2 separate regions of the Gadus morhua genome follow, and region 2 is linked to region 1. The links are chromatin contacts, called in public Hi-C maps. All regions are on one chromosome and are shown on one strand. The core of a region is the stretch at or near the end of the contact, and the rest is flanking DNA. Distances in the headings are between cores, read along the strand shown. Region 1 holds the start of LOC115554658 (soluble guanylate cyclase 88E). Region 2 holds the start of LOC115554644 (cortexin-3).

What was found. A called contact is a pair of places that touch in the nucleus more often than the background predicts.
Region 2: a contact with region 1 is called in a Hi-C map of gill, with 5 times the contacts expected there. The contact joins the promoter of LOC115554644 here to the promoter of LOC115554658 in region 1. A contact is called at or near these places in 2 of 6 Hi-C or Micro-C datasets (gill and heart).

Annotation. Positions count from the first base shown.
Region 1 is chr11:12,172,754-12,180,291 of gadMor3.0, reverse strand. LOC115554658 (soluble guanylate cyclase 88E) reads left to right here and starts at 5,631. Exons shown (of 17, transcript XM_030371455.1): 1 at 5,631-5,735; 2 at 6,752-6,925. The coding sequence starts at 6,774.
Region 2 is chr11:12,445,682-12,453,099 of gadMor3.0, reverse strand. It overlaps LOC115554644 (cortexin-3), which reads right to left and starts at 3,450. Exons shown (of 1, transcript XM_030371435.1): 1 at 3,126-3,450. The coding sequence starts at 3,398. The coding sequence ends at 3,138.

The DNA of each region.
Region 1 (7,538 bases), core at 4,382-6,881:
CCGCTACGTAGCTAAGATGGCTGCTGTTGAGTACGAAAAGTGTACATCGCCACACACTTCGCAATTTGACCGTTTTGAGTACACCATCCGGGTCCTTTCAGTACACTTATTTTCGCCCGATCTGAAGACCTACGTACTCAAACTTATGCTAGTAAGTACGGATAGTATGGATATTGGAACACGGCACAGGTTTACCAATATAAAAGTATCATTGAATGTAAAAGGAAGTAGACGGAGCTCCGACACTCTCTCCTCCCGCTCCAAGTCATTTACAAGACGTCCTCTCCGCCTCAGCAGCCGGTGAGAGAGAGTGATAAAACAAAGTGATAAAACGAGTGATGCCTGCTAAGAACACGATGATGGAGGTACAAAGTAAAGGTGACCAGGGAACACGGTGAGACTTCCGCGCCGCGGTGTCTGCCCGCGGCCATCATTATCAGTGTCCATCGCAAACATGTTAATGAGTTTATCAATTACTCAACCGACTTCATAGGCGGGAAGGAGTCTGGAGGAAAAACGGTTGGAAGCCTTTTGTGAAGGACCCACCACCATTAATAATGTACCCTGTTCCTGTAGCGACAGGCCCTTTTCGTTTTTGAATAAACACACACATTATCCTCTCACTCCCCAGCACAGTTGTTCTCCTGTGCCGCATGATCAGCCTAATGTTCAATGAGGTCGTTTTAACACTTATTTGTATGAATGCCACTGTATGTCTTTGAAATGTTCTAATTAAAATGAATTGAACATGGCAAAGGATTAAGCAGACCGTATTAACTGCATAAATGCTAATAAACCAAATAGGCCGATGTACTCATGTGTTGGGGTGTGTTACACGACATCGTGTTGTGTTGTTGTTTTTTTTCAATTCGTTCTGTATGTCATCAGCAAGTATAATGTTGATGCATCATTTGTCACTTGGAGAGAGTAAAATATCCCATTAAATAGAGAGTGCATGTGTGTTTATGTAAGCATATATTTGTGTGTCTGTGTGTGTTTTTTTTGCGTTTGTGTGTTTGCACATATCCTTTACATGGATATGTGACCTTTATGGGTGAATATAATATATATATAAGTGTTTGTGCGCGTGCTGTGAGTGAATGTGTGTGTTAGTGTATGAGTGTATATGTGTGTGTGTATGAGTGTGTGTACACACGGAGTGGGGGGGTGAATCAGTACACAAAACCACGTTAGAGCTGTCACGAGGCGGGCAGAAATTGGATTAGTGTCACCCATGATAAGGCAAAGGGCGAAATAGAGAAGAGGAGAAAATTGGAAGAAAGGAAATGGCTATTTCACCAGCACCACTAACCCCCTGACACCCCCCAACAGCCCCCCCATCTCCATCTCCCCACACACACACACACCCACCCACACACATCCTCCGTAATAATTTCATTTCATATTCCAGGCGGTGAATGCGTAAGCGCACCGCCATACTGTTATGGAGCCAAAGCCGGAGTTAATGGAATATTTATATGCCGACCGTGGAATCCCACATTTTTCTTTCTTTCAGAAAAGTACCCTCCCCTCCCTTCCTCCTTCTAGCCACTCCCCCATCACTCCCTCCCTCCCCCAAAATCCTCAGCCCTCCCTCCCTTTCCCATTTCTAGTTGCAGAACCGCCTTTGTAGGAGTTTGACACAATTCTTACACCTCCGAAAGCCTGTGTATCTGTCGTCGGTAGGAGGGGGAGGATGGTGCATGTTCTTTTCTTGGGGGGGGGGGGGGGGGGGGTTGAGGAAGAATGACGGAAGCGCAGCCGTCTTTGGCGGTCTGCTATTAGCTGGCCGACCTCAGCCGCGTACGCGTCTTAATGGGAGAGGAAGTAACTGCCGACCTCTACGCCGGCGATGCAGCCCTTTTTTCTCAGACGTCCAGAAGAGGATTCAATTAGGGCCGATACACAAAGCCTGAGTCGGCACGGCTTCGTTTAGCGCCGCGTGTGTACGCTATTAGCATATCTCCTCCGACCAACCCTATCAGCCACCACTGTGTGCGCAGGATGGCGTCGGAGAGGGAAAACATATGTATGTAAATAAGAGTTGTTCACGTAGTAGAGGATGGAACTGAATGCCTCTGCAGATAGAGAAAGAATGAGAGAGAGAGAGAGAGAGAGAGAGAGAGAGAGAGAGAGAGAGAGAGAGAGAGAGAGAGAGAGAGAGAGAGAGAGAGAGAGAGAGAGAGAATATAAAAAAAATATGTTAAAGAGTTGGGATAGAGATGCAGATAGAGAGGGAATGAGAGACAGAGAGAGAGGTTTATGAAGATATTGAAGAGTTGGGGATAGTGAAACAGAGAGAGAGAGAGAGAGAGAGATGTTGAGTTAATTGAGATGCACAGGGTGGAGGCTGAATAGACACTTGGAGAGAGAGAGAGAGAGAGAGAGAGAGAGAGAGAGAGAGAGAGAGAGAGAGAGAGAGAGAGGGAGAGAAAGAGAAAGAGAAAAGGGAGGTAGAGGGTAGTGTTTGGGGGAGACCAAGGGGGCCGCAAGCCATATTAAGTTCCCCCGCCACCGCCCCCGCACCCATCGCTAACGTGGTTAGCATTCAGCCTGCGCGGTGCTCCAGCCCGGCCCTGCTGCTGCTGTGCCTACTGTAAAACCAATAAGAGCCGGGCATCATGGGACTGCATGGGGAAACAAAATATAGCACATTGTTGTGTGTATATGTGTGTGAGAGAGAGAGTCTGTATGTATGTGTGTGTGTGTGGGAGAGAGAGAAAGAGAGCGAGAGAATGGGATTTAGAGATAGGCAGCAGGGGAATAGATAGACTCCTATTATGTATTCAGTGGTAGGAGCCACAGAGATGTGGGGGCTGAGGGACCCTCTCTCTCTCTCTCTCTCTCTCTCTCTCTCCCTCTATCGGTCTCTCCCCTCTCTCTCTCTCTCTCTCTCTCTCTCTCTCTCTCCCTCCCTCTATCGGTCTCTCCCCTCTCTCTCTCTATCTGCGACACGCCAGGACTCATCCGCAGAGCCGCTCTTCCGTCACGATTCTGTTACCTGGCTGAGATTTACACATTTATCAGCAGCAGGCTGCCCACAAAGAACCCAAAAAGTCCTCCTGCTGTATCATGTATAATGTCCCCCCAGTCACGACGGTACATGCGTAACATGCTGATGTCTCTGTATAGGTGTTGAGGAGCAGGTAGGGGTTATAGGGCGTCTGAGCTCAAGGAAACCTACTGGTTATGGTGGTTCAGATGGACTTTTGGATCCCAGGCACCTTTCCACCTGGCAAGACTACCCTGCCTGCTTATTTTCCTTTGTTCATTTTTGCAGATTCTAAACATATTATCAGCTCTGTCCTTCCCTCCAAACCTTCTCACTTCTCTGCCTGGAGGGAGAGAGAGAGAGAGAGAGAGAGAGAGAGAGAGAGAGAGAGAGAGAGAGAGAGAGAGAGAGAGAGAGAGAGAGAGAGAGAGAGAGAGAGAGAGAGAGAGAGAGACCCTCCCCCCCCTCCCCCCCTCCAACCGCTGCTCCCTGGAGATTTCCATCATCCCCCTGCAAAGCTGGCTAAACCTCCCTAACTCCTTTTCAAGATAACAAGTCATAGATATAATGAAAACATACACTTGCCTGGTTTGGGAGTGAGTGTGGGAGTGGGTGTGGGTCAGGGAGGGTATGTGTGGGTGTGTGTGTGTGTGTGTGTGTGTGTGTGTGTGTGTGTGTGTGTGTGTGTGTGTGTGTGTGTGTGTGTGTGTGTGTGTGTGTGTGTGTGTGTGTGTGTGTGTGAGTGTCCGTCTGTCCATACTATTTTTGTGACTGCCATGGTTGGCTGTGGTGTTACTATCAAAAGATAGCATAGAGCGACTCTGCCCTCTCCGACTGAATTAGAAGGACGACTTCTTCCAAAGAAAAAAGTCCCTCCTGCTCTCCCTCTCTCTCCCCCTCCCACCTCCCTCTCTCTCTCCCTCCCTTCCACCTCCCTCCCTGCCTTTCTCTCTCTCCCTCTCCCTCCAAAACTCCCCCTCCCTATCTCTCTCTCACCCTCCCTCCCTCTCTTCTTCCGTCTGGGAGAACAGGAATGAAGGAGGGTGTAATGTAGGTGTAGTAGGAAGAGGATGAGTCATGTAGTTTCTAATGAAAGACCCTGAGGCGTGTTCGTCTGTGTGTATGTGTGTTTGTGAGAGAGAGAGAGAGAGAGAGAGAGAGAGAGAGAGAAAGAGAGAGAGAGAGAGAGAGAGAGAGAGAGAGAGAGAGTGTGTGTGTGTGTGGACCCTGTGGTTGGCCCCATCAGCACATTGTTATCTGCCTTTTCTGTTGCGGGGAGAGCCGCAGACCTCCCGGGCCGTGGCTCCGCACAGCTGAACTGCTGGGCCATGAGACGGAAGGTACCGGCAAATAGGCCAACGCCGCTGCGCCGGGGTACTAAAGGAAAAGCGGGAAAGGGGAAGGGAGTGTAATGTGCCATAAAGAGGGAGAACAGGTCCGCGTCTACGCCTGACTCACGTTTTTCTATCTAATGGCCCAAAGAGGACATCAGCCTGGAGAACCGGGTGGAGTTTATGTAGGACAGAAATAATAGTTCCCACAACATTCACAGCCTGATCACGGTCACCTGACATGGTTTAAATTTTGCGAGTGGCTGTTTGGCAGGAGGTCTATTTGTGTCATTTGATTAATGCTCTCCCGCCCCACCGTCTCCGTGATAGCACAAGGTGACGGAGCGGATCGACAGTGTTATAACAGTGCTCCCTAGTGGATGGAGTTAGAAAGGGACTGGGTGGCGGCCAGGCCAGTGAACCAGACTGACTGAATGTTATGGTTGATTTACTGCATTTCCTCCTCTCCTTGCCGTGTGATTGCCAGTGGCTCATTGTTACCGGCGCAAATGGCTGTGGCCATTAACTGTGTGGCATTCGTTTATTCGGTGGAGTTTACCTTTTTTTTTACTTGTCAGCGTAGCCTAGCCTGCAACCAACAATTGTACTTCTGTCAGAGATGAAAAAAAAGCTGTTTACAAATCCTACTGATAAATGACAAGTTGGCATGCTTGGCAAGCATTAGGCTGTGAACAATGTGTACCAAACACATGATCAGAGCTGGAACATTAGCACCAAGATTTGTAGTGTGAAAAAAAGCTATTTGTGTTACGAATGTGTTTCAATTAAAAGTTTTTCATTTTTTTCCCCCGTTACAGGCTTCACAAGAGACCAAAATTATTTCCAGAAAATATCTAAACCATGCGTGTAAATAATAATAATAATAATATGCAAAAACAAAAGGCACTAAAGTAAAATGACAAACATTGGAACACTGCATGTCAGTTAACAATGCACCTGGTTTTAATTATGCTAATTCATAGCTGTGTAGGGGAAAACGGGAAACCTTGATGGGTTGCTGAATGAAAAAATGGGTGATAACAACTCGTCACATCGTTTCCTTGTTTTTACAGGACATCCAAGTCGTCCTAAAAAAACAAAAAAAGATCTAGTCAAATTTTTTTTTAAAACAATAAATTGGCCACAGGCAGAACCAATATGCCACACGATCTATAAAGTGACAGTAGATCCTTTTCCTTTCCACGGGCACAATCTTCTATTTGGTACCTGCCAGAAACACGCCCGGGCCACTGCTATTTTGGCCCCCGGCCGCCCATTGACCTGACAACCAAGTGTCAGAGGAGAGGGGCCCCTGTCAGCTGCAGGTGGCGGCCCTCGGTGGGAAGCCAGGGGCCGGAGCTAGACAGGGCACAGTCGGTGTTGCAGGACTACATTGTACTGAAGGACTGCAGGTAAGGACAACTCTTTATGCCTGGCGTGTTGCTTCAGATCGCCTTTTAACTTTAAAATATTACCATACCGAGAGGGAGATGTGTTTGGGTGTATGGTCAACAATGGGATGTTGGGAGACAGAAAAAGCTTTAATGTGTGGCTTGATTTGTGTGTGCTGTTTTAGCCAGTCGTATTTGGCGGGGAGGGCTTAGCAATGGGTCTATCTGGCAGCTGTGGGAGGGAAGCAGCTCTTTCAACAATGTTTTTAAATAATTAACTATTTAGATGTGGAGCAGATGCTTTTACTCAAATTGATCTTAACATGAGGCATCTTGCTGGAGGATGCCTACGGGCAGAGAACGGCCATGTGGGTCCGAAATCAGAACCCTTGGGCTGGGAGTCATACACTCAAGCCCATACCCTGAGGATAGTGCTAACTATAGGGTTGTTTCAGAGCCCTGATCTCTACCATGTTCCTTGATGTTCATACAGATGTAGTTGATCTGGTAGTGGTCTGTAGAGGGTTCATGAGGTTTCATGAGGTTATGTGTGAAACAGGTAAAAGGAGAATAATCTTTTTCCTGGCGAGTCAAGGACTGGAAAAGTCAGTAGTTCCACAGTATTGCAGCTAGTCGAAAATAATGAAAGTGGTGTCAGTCATGCTTATTAACACTTCGATTAGAGCCCCATAACTTATCTCAATATTTATAATGGAAAGGTAATTTAAGGTGAGAACAAAAATCAATGAATAGTCTTTAGTTGGTTGAGATAATTACAGGAGCATATTTTATGCCACCACAACTAAAGGGACACCGTCTTATTCCAAAACCTTGTGTTATATATATATGCCCAGATCATCAGTTTTTGCCCCTTTACTGTACAGTTTATAACTTATTAATAAGTAGTTAATGACGTATTAATATCTAGTTATCCACTTAACTCGTTAATTACTTGTTAGTTAGTCATTAAAACCTCTCCACTAGTTAGCAGCTTGTTTATAGCTTGTACCTTGTCGTTTTTTTCCCTGTGTTCCCAGCTGAGCTGTTATCGGGGGTATAATGGAGGTCCCAAGCCCCCTTAAGATGTACGGCCTGTACTTAGAAGCCGTGAACGATTACATCAACGAATCCTACGGAGAGGACGTATGGAGGCTGATCGAGGCGCGAGCGGAAATCCCCCACCTCAAGTTTGTCCGGCACCAGATGTACAAGTAAGGGCCAACTGTTTCTTTTTCAACGTTTTTTTTCAAGGCCTGTCAATTCGGGGGGGAAGGGGGGGAGCTGTCTAATGCCGCTTTTCCACCGCACATGTAGCTCGACTCGACTCGACTCGACTCGACACGACTCGACACGGTAGCAGCACGGGTCGTTTTCCACTGCAAATAGTACCTCCTGGACGTGGGCGGGGTCGGCTGCGCGAAAGGGCCGTGACGTATTTTTGTACGCGACGCAAACAACACCTACGCAACCCACACATGGACAGAACCCACATAACAACAATGGAGGACATCGATGCGATGGTATTCGTGTTCGTATTATTAGCTGGCATGTTGAAGAAGTTGAAGAAGTGGAATATGTTGGCTGCGGCGCTGCTATGGCTGTTACCAGCATGGTTGCCATGTCGCTCTCGTGAATTCGTCACACTCTCTGGCCAATCAGTGGCCGGCCGTCTGCCGACGTCACCTTTTAGCATCGGCTCAGCTCGCTTGGAACCTAGAGCGAGGTGGTACTAAAAAAAGCAGCCACTTCAGGTACCAGATACCATGTTTTCGCGGTGGAAACGCCAAAAATGCGAGCTGAGTCGGAGTCGAGTCGAGTCGAGTC
Region 2 (7,418 bases), core at 2,201-4,700, 270 kb before region 1:
TGGTTTCGAGCAGCATTACTAAGCAACACCTAAACCTCGAAACCCCTATGCGAGTCTATCTACTTCCTGCCTAAATAGGTCAAAATAAAATCATATGTGGCTGTGGCTTATAATTGCATATCAACACAGCCAGTTATAGTGTCGTAGTGGAATGCTAGCGTGCATGCTAAATAGGGTAGCGAAAGTCAGCGATGGATACAGTGGTGGTGAGTCCAAGCTGGCCAGAGAACCCGGAAAGCACCTGGGTTACGTGGCTAGCCCTGCTAGAGGGTCATTAAAGTCTCAAAACTAAGCAGATGGGGCTTTCGCCTTCTCTCGTATTCTCCTTTCTTTTAAGTGGTCTAGAAAATAAAAACATAAAACAGTTTGTCCGTTGATGATCAAATCATCTTTTATTTTAGTTTTATTACAAAAGGAGAATGTCTGAAAAGGGAAGGGCTCAAACACAGACAGGAAGACAGCTTATTTGAGCCGAAACAAACAACAGCTACGACATCAGGGACTAGTCACCATGGAGCATGCACAAAGAAGATGCATTGGAAGAAAGAATACATTTCACGTCAGCGCACGGCGTTGCAGAAACACGTCAGGGAGGGGTCAAAGGCCACGGCAGAGCACGAGATCACCACATGTCGAAAAGTGTCAAAAGTTCACATTTTGTCCCAGGAAGGGACGAGAATGGTACACACTGTACAGATGTTTTGTTGTTTTTTCGTTGTTTTTTAAATACGACACCTCCCAATTTGTTGGTAAGTACCAGGTTTCAGTCTGACAAACACTGTAAACAGGCTACACTATAAGGCGCACAGTTGAAAGTTGCCCAGCGAAAAAGAGTCTCAACTCAAAAGTTTCGTAAAGGGATAGATGTGAAGAACGTAATGCTGACATCATGGCCATCTGCTTCGTCATCATCAACAGCAATGTCACCATCATCACCATCACACACACAAACACACATATTCTGTGCAGAACTGGCATACCAGCTGCCAATATAGCAACTGCGGGCAGTGAAACGCTTCAGGTATGATATATCAAATGGGCACGGCACTAACAAATGACAAATAACTGACACTCAAGACAAAAATAGTGGACCCTTTTTCTTCGATTTCCTAAAAACATCAATCTAGTCATTTAGTTGTTTTTTTTTGTCATCATTAGGCACACGGTACAGCACAGTAAACAGTTTCCTTTTTTCAATACCTCATTTAGTGTTAAGTATCAAGAAGATGTACTGACACAAAAAGGCCTGTTCCCAGTGCTCACTGGGTTGGCCTGCGTAGATTCAACAGTATAAACAGAAAGGTAAGCATGTACTAGTTTGACATACAGCCACTGACACCTCGCAGGAACCTTAAAGGGAAAGCGTATCCGCTACCGTCGTCCTTCTCACAGGATTATCTGTTTTGGTTGATGTATAATCTCCATGTTGATAAGCTTGTCAGCCATCTCAGTGATTTACTAAAGTTGAAGTGGCTTATTGCCCGAAAATGCATAAGGCAATGCGTAATCTCTTTTACCCTCCCCATACCCCAATTCAAATAATTCCCTCAAAATCCACTTAAAGGTGCTGTAGTTACGATTTAAGAACTACCATCAGTGCGGACAGCTTGCTGTGAGAATATTTTTATGAGAGGATTTAGATTTTTTATTTTCTTTGGTTCAGGGAATCAAACTACGTTTTTCTGGTTATTTCAAAATCTTGCTACCAACTCTTACCTACAGCACCTTTAAACTCATCTTATTTTCCCCAACTACAAGATCTTTGAACTACATTTCAAAACAAAGATCTCTGATGGCTCCTTTCTCTGTCGTTTTTCTACATGTTTTTTAATCTTGAAAGCATTGATTGTCTACATGTGATTAATAAAGTCTAAGGATAAGGTGGATGTTAACGTGACAAGATGTCAACATTGTTGTCCGATTGTTTTTTCAGGTCCTAAAGATTGTATCGCTTTTGTCAAAATATAAAAAGGGAGTGTCATGATTGGCTACAGGGAGCATGGAAGAGGTAGTCAACGATACAACTTCTGGAATAATGGAAGAACATGAGCAGTGAAATGTATCATCTGGATGATAACACCAGATGTATCGTCTGGCTTTCCAGTGACACACCCCTTGAATACTAATGAAGAACCATATTTGAGAATGCATGTCAATGTTGATTTGATGTGTGTGTCTTTGTGCGTTTGTGTTGTATTTGTGTGTGTGTGTGTGTGTGTGTGTGTGTGTGTGTGTGTGTGTGTGTGTGTGTGTGTGTGTGTGTGTGTGTGTGCTTGTGCGTGTCCCTGTACATGTGTGTGTGTGTGTGTGTGTGTGTGTGTGTGTGTGTGTGTGTGTGTGTGTGTGTGTGTGTGTGTGTGTGTGTGTGGGTTGTGTGCAGTAGTGTGGATACTATGGATGAAAGTGGGATTCCAGTGGATTGCATGAGAACAGTCTTCCTAAAGGGCTCTACAAGGGGGCGCAGTTACACTAGCTTGAAGGCTTGGAGAAATGCAAACATTCAACCCACCAACAATATTACCCGACAACCATCCCCATACCCTGTCGTTCAGAGAGAACCTCTGCGTTACTTTGACATGAACATGGACTCAAACGTCCAGATAACCCAACCAGACCCCCCACACCCCCACCCCCGCCCCCCTCCCACGCGAGGGCAATGAAAAGTCACGCAGTTCGCATCACGAGCCTCCGCTCTTCCACCAACCCACCCGATATCCCCGGGGCGATTACCCACAATCCCCCGGGCTCCTGTGCGCGTCTGGAGGTGACATATGGCCCTGGGATGATGCACTGCCTAGTCACCTCTCTCACTTTTGTCAAACACGTACACAAGAAAAAGAACGCCATGTGTTTTCACATGGTGTTTGTGAGGGTGTGTGTGTGTGTTTGTGAAGGTGTGGGTGTGTGCGTGTGTGATTTTGAAAGTGTGGGTGTGGGTGTGTGTACATGGTCACACGTGCTTGCATGACCATGTGTGCATGGGGTAGTGGTGCTGGGTGGAAAGGGGGGTTACATCAGGTCATCTGTCGCTCCGGCGGCGATGGCGAGCAGAGGGGAGGGGAGGGGGGGGCGTTGGAGGGGAGGAGGGTGGCACTGGGAGGGGGTGGGGAGGAGGGGGGGGGGGGATTGGGCTACTGTCAGACGATGCGGTAGTCGAAGGTGTCCTTCTCGGTGTGGTCGGTCCAGTTGGACGAGGGCATGCTGCGGTACGGGTCCAGCAGGATGCGGAAGCAGCGCACGATGAGCAGCGCCAGGAAGATGAAGAGGAGCAGCACGAAGACGAAGGCGGCCTTCTGCTCCAGGGTGAGGTAGGGGTGCACGTGGTGCCCGCCGGCCCCGCCCGAGGACGACGTCAGCGTGCTGCTGAAGAAGCCCTCGGCCATCCTGGGCACGTCCATGCTGGGCCGCCGGGGCTCCAGCGCTCACGGGGGGACGAGGAGGAGGTGGTGGAGGTGGTGGTGGTGGGGGAGGAGGGGAGGGAGGAGGAGGTGGTGGAGGTGGTGGTGGTGGTGGTGGTGGTGGTGGTGGTGGTGGTGGTGGAGGTGGTTGGTGGGGGAGGGAGGAGGAGGTGGAGAAGGAGTAGGAGGATCAAGGGGCTGGATACGGATAGGCTGACAGGCGGTTGTGAAACCTGGAGAGAAAGAGGGAGAGGGAGAGAGAGGGAGAGACAGAGACAGAGACAGAGACAGAGAGAGAGAGAGAGAGAGAGAGAGAGAGAGAGAGAGAGAGAGAGAGAGAGAGAGAGAGAGAGAGAGAGAGAGAGAGAGAGAGAGACAGAGACAGAGGCAGAGAAAGAGAGAGACAGAGAAGTGATTGAGAATGTGATGACACACACAGGAAAATGTGTCAATACACAAAATAATAAGATTGATGAAAAGAAGGGATAGATGAATAGATAGAGCAGAATATGAATACACGATCATATTCCCCAATGCATTCATTCATAGGTCATTTGCGTTTGAACAAATTACAAACCAAGAGCATTTCAAGTCGTTTCAACAAAATATAGAAAATGTATAAATAGCTTCAAGATGAAACACAGGATCCCCGAAGGCCAGACATTTATTGTGTCTTGTATCTGTGTGTGGGTGGCAATGGTGTGTGTGTGTATATGTGTGTGTGTGTGTGTGTGTGTGTGTGTGTGTGTGTGTGTGTGTGTGTGTGTGTGTGTGTGTGTGTGTGTGTGTGTGTCGGTGTCGGTGTCGGTGTGTGTGTGTGTGTGTGTGTGTGTGTGTGTGTGTGTGTGTGTGTGTGTGTGTGTGTGTGTGTGTGTGTGTGTGTGTGTGATGGTGTGTGTGTGTGTGTGGGTGGTTATATTGATGCACAAGTGTAGGGGACCCAGCATGAGGTGGCAAAGGTTTGTGTGGTTTTGTGTGTGTTTGTGCTACCTTGCATGTGTGCGCGTGTGAGTCTTTGTGTTTGTTTGTGTGTGTGTGACTAAAAGCCTGTGTGGGGACAGCTGTCACCCAGGCTGACAAGGGCACCTGGGAGAAGACCCCCAGTGTGTTCTGGGAGTGCCTGTGTGTAAGAGAATGTGTGTATGAGTATGTGTGTGTGAGTATGAGTGTGTGAGGATGTGTGCGCCTGCAGGATTGTGTGTTTGCGTTTATGTCAGTCAATGTGCTTATTAATTGCTGAAAATAAATGTGTATTTGAAAACGTTTTCCATCACTAATTGAATGGGTCAATTAGAACGAGTCCCTTAACGAGTCCCTTAACAAACACAAAGACACACACACATACATGCATGTGTATAAAATAAATGTGTATTTGAAAACGTTTTCCATCACTAATTGAATGGGTCAATTAGAACGAGTCCCTTAACAAACACAAAGGCACACACACATACATGCATGTGTATACATGATTACATGTGTGCATTTGTGCATGTGAATTAGGGCTGCACAATATATCGAATTTTTATCGCGATGACGATATTGGCGTCCCACGATGACACGTAGTGTTCCCGCGATATTTTCGCGATATTTTTTTAAATTTAATTTAATTTTATTTATTTATTTTTTTAATTTAATTTTTACATTTTAAATAATGCATCCGCAAAAAAAAGAAAACGAAAAAAGAAACAAGCCCCGCCCATGCAGTAAACGCTCTACCTCCGCTGCAAAGCAAACCAAGCGCTCCCTGTACACCTGTCTGCGACTGCGTGGGTCCGGCGCGAAGCGTGAAAACAGGGGGGGGGGGGGGGGGGGGGGCGTGGCCTTGCGGCAATTTGCCGCTGAGCACAGTGTGTGGCTCCTACCACAAGTGGGTGGTAGAAATTCGAAAGATTTTTTTTTCAATGAATAATCGTGGTAAATAATCGTGATATCAATATTGATCAAAATAATCGTGATAATCATTTTGGCAATAATCGTGCAGCCCTAATGTGAATATGTGTGTATGTATGTGTGATTGCATGTAGGTATGAATAAATTTGTGTTTTTGCATGTGTGTATGCATGTGCAGCATGAGCATGCGTGAGTGCATGAGTGTATGCATCAGTGTGTGTGTGCGTGTGTGAATGTGTGCGTGTGTGATTGTGTGATTGTACTTAGTTATTAATATATTTATGTTTGTGCTTAGATGAGTGTAAGTATCTGTGTGTGTGTGTGTGTGTGTGTGTGTGTGTGTGTGTGTGTGTGTGTGTGTGTGTGTGTGTGTGTGTGTGTGTGTGTGTGTGTGTGTCTCGTGGGAGAGCTCCGAGATGGACACACCACCAGGCAGGCAGCATGCGTGGCGGTGGCCTGTGCTCCATCACTCTCAGAAATCCTAAACACGATATCCCTTCGTACGCATGAGGCAGCGCCCCCCTTCCCAACCCAGACGACCGACACTCTCTTCCTTATCATGTTAATTACTCAACCAGTGGCTTGATTTAGCTCAATCCATACATCCTGCCCCACAACCTAGCGACAGACGATCCATCTGTTCGGATCAAAAGTCATTTGTCACGTTTAGGCAGTGTTTGTGTGTTTGTGACACGGCTTTTAGTCGTTTCTTGGGGCCTTTCTGAGCCGACTGACGTTTGAACAGTCTGAACCTCAAATCTGAACCTCTTGTGGAGGCCAATGAATCATTCCATCATAACAATAAAAAATTGGTTGGTTTAACCTGCCTACCGGTCAGTCTATCTTCCTCTATCTATCGATTTGTGTTCCTGCCTGCCTGCCTGCCTGTCTGTGTTTCCATCTGCCTTTCTGCCTGCATTTTCATCTGCTGACTGTTTTGTGTTTGTGGCAGTTGGTCATCTTGTCGTTGCTAATTAACAGGAGGCTTTAGAAATCCCTGGTAAATGTGGGCGTATGAATATGAGTATTGAAGTCGTCCACTTCTACTTATAGAAACTAATTATATAATGTAGGGATTTAACTTATTTCTGTCCAGCTATATATATTTGTTGTTGTCGTGGTGAAAATGGAGATGAAATAAATAAACAAATGAAGCCTTGGGTTACTTGATGATGTGCATCAGAACGATAATTGGAAAATAAAACGTTTGTTTGTTCGTCAGTGTGTGTCTGTCTGTGTGTGTGTGTGTGTGTGTGTGTGTGTGTGTGTGTGTGTGTGTGTGTGTGTGTGTGTGTGTGTGTGTGTGTGTGCGTGTGTGTGCGTGCTTGTGTGCTTGCATGTGTGTGTGTGTGTGTGTGTGTGTGTGTGTGTGTGTGTGTGTGTGTGTGTGTGTGTGGTGACTAATAGGCCTGCTAAATTAACCATTAAATTAGTGGTGAAACCATTTTGGAATGAACATTTAATTCCATTACCAACAGCTATTATTGAGTCAATAAATGTCTTAAAATACATCTTTCTTTTCATCTTTTTCTACCAAGTCTGCTATGATAACATTGTATTTAGTGATTACGACAAAGCGTGACAATACTTACCTATAAGACTAACAATTTCAATACTACTAATAACAGTACTGATACCACGGCTTCTAATATAATAATGATATTATTATTATTAATAACAATAATAATAATAAAAAGAACAATACCAATACTAATAATAATAACATAATAATAGTAAAAGCTTTGTGGTAATAATATAATGTCAAAACAAATAATGAAATAGTAATTATTTGTAGGATTGTGAAAACCTATTTTCCATAGCAAAAATCGAATCAAAACTATAAAAAAACATAATTAGGCCTATAGCAACCAATCCTTACTATAGCAACAAATCCTGAAGATGCCACACAGCCAAAAATACAACCGCTGGAAACGATAAGCCATTTTTCATATTTTATAGAATATCTGCACACCAACGTGAAATTCAGTTTCCAGTACAGGCCAACATCATAAGAGGATTCAATGCGTTTGCTAAACTATGACACACCCTTACAGTTTCACGTTAATGGCAATCATATGTGTAAACTTGTAATCAAATATTGAACAAGCCAAAGTTGAAAGGCCGGTGTGC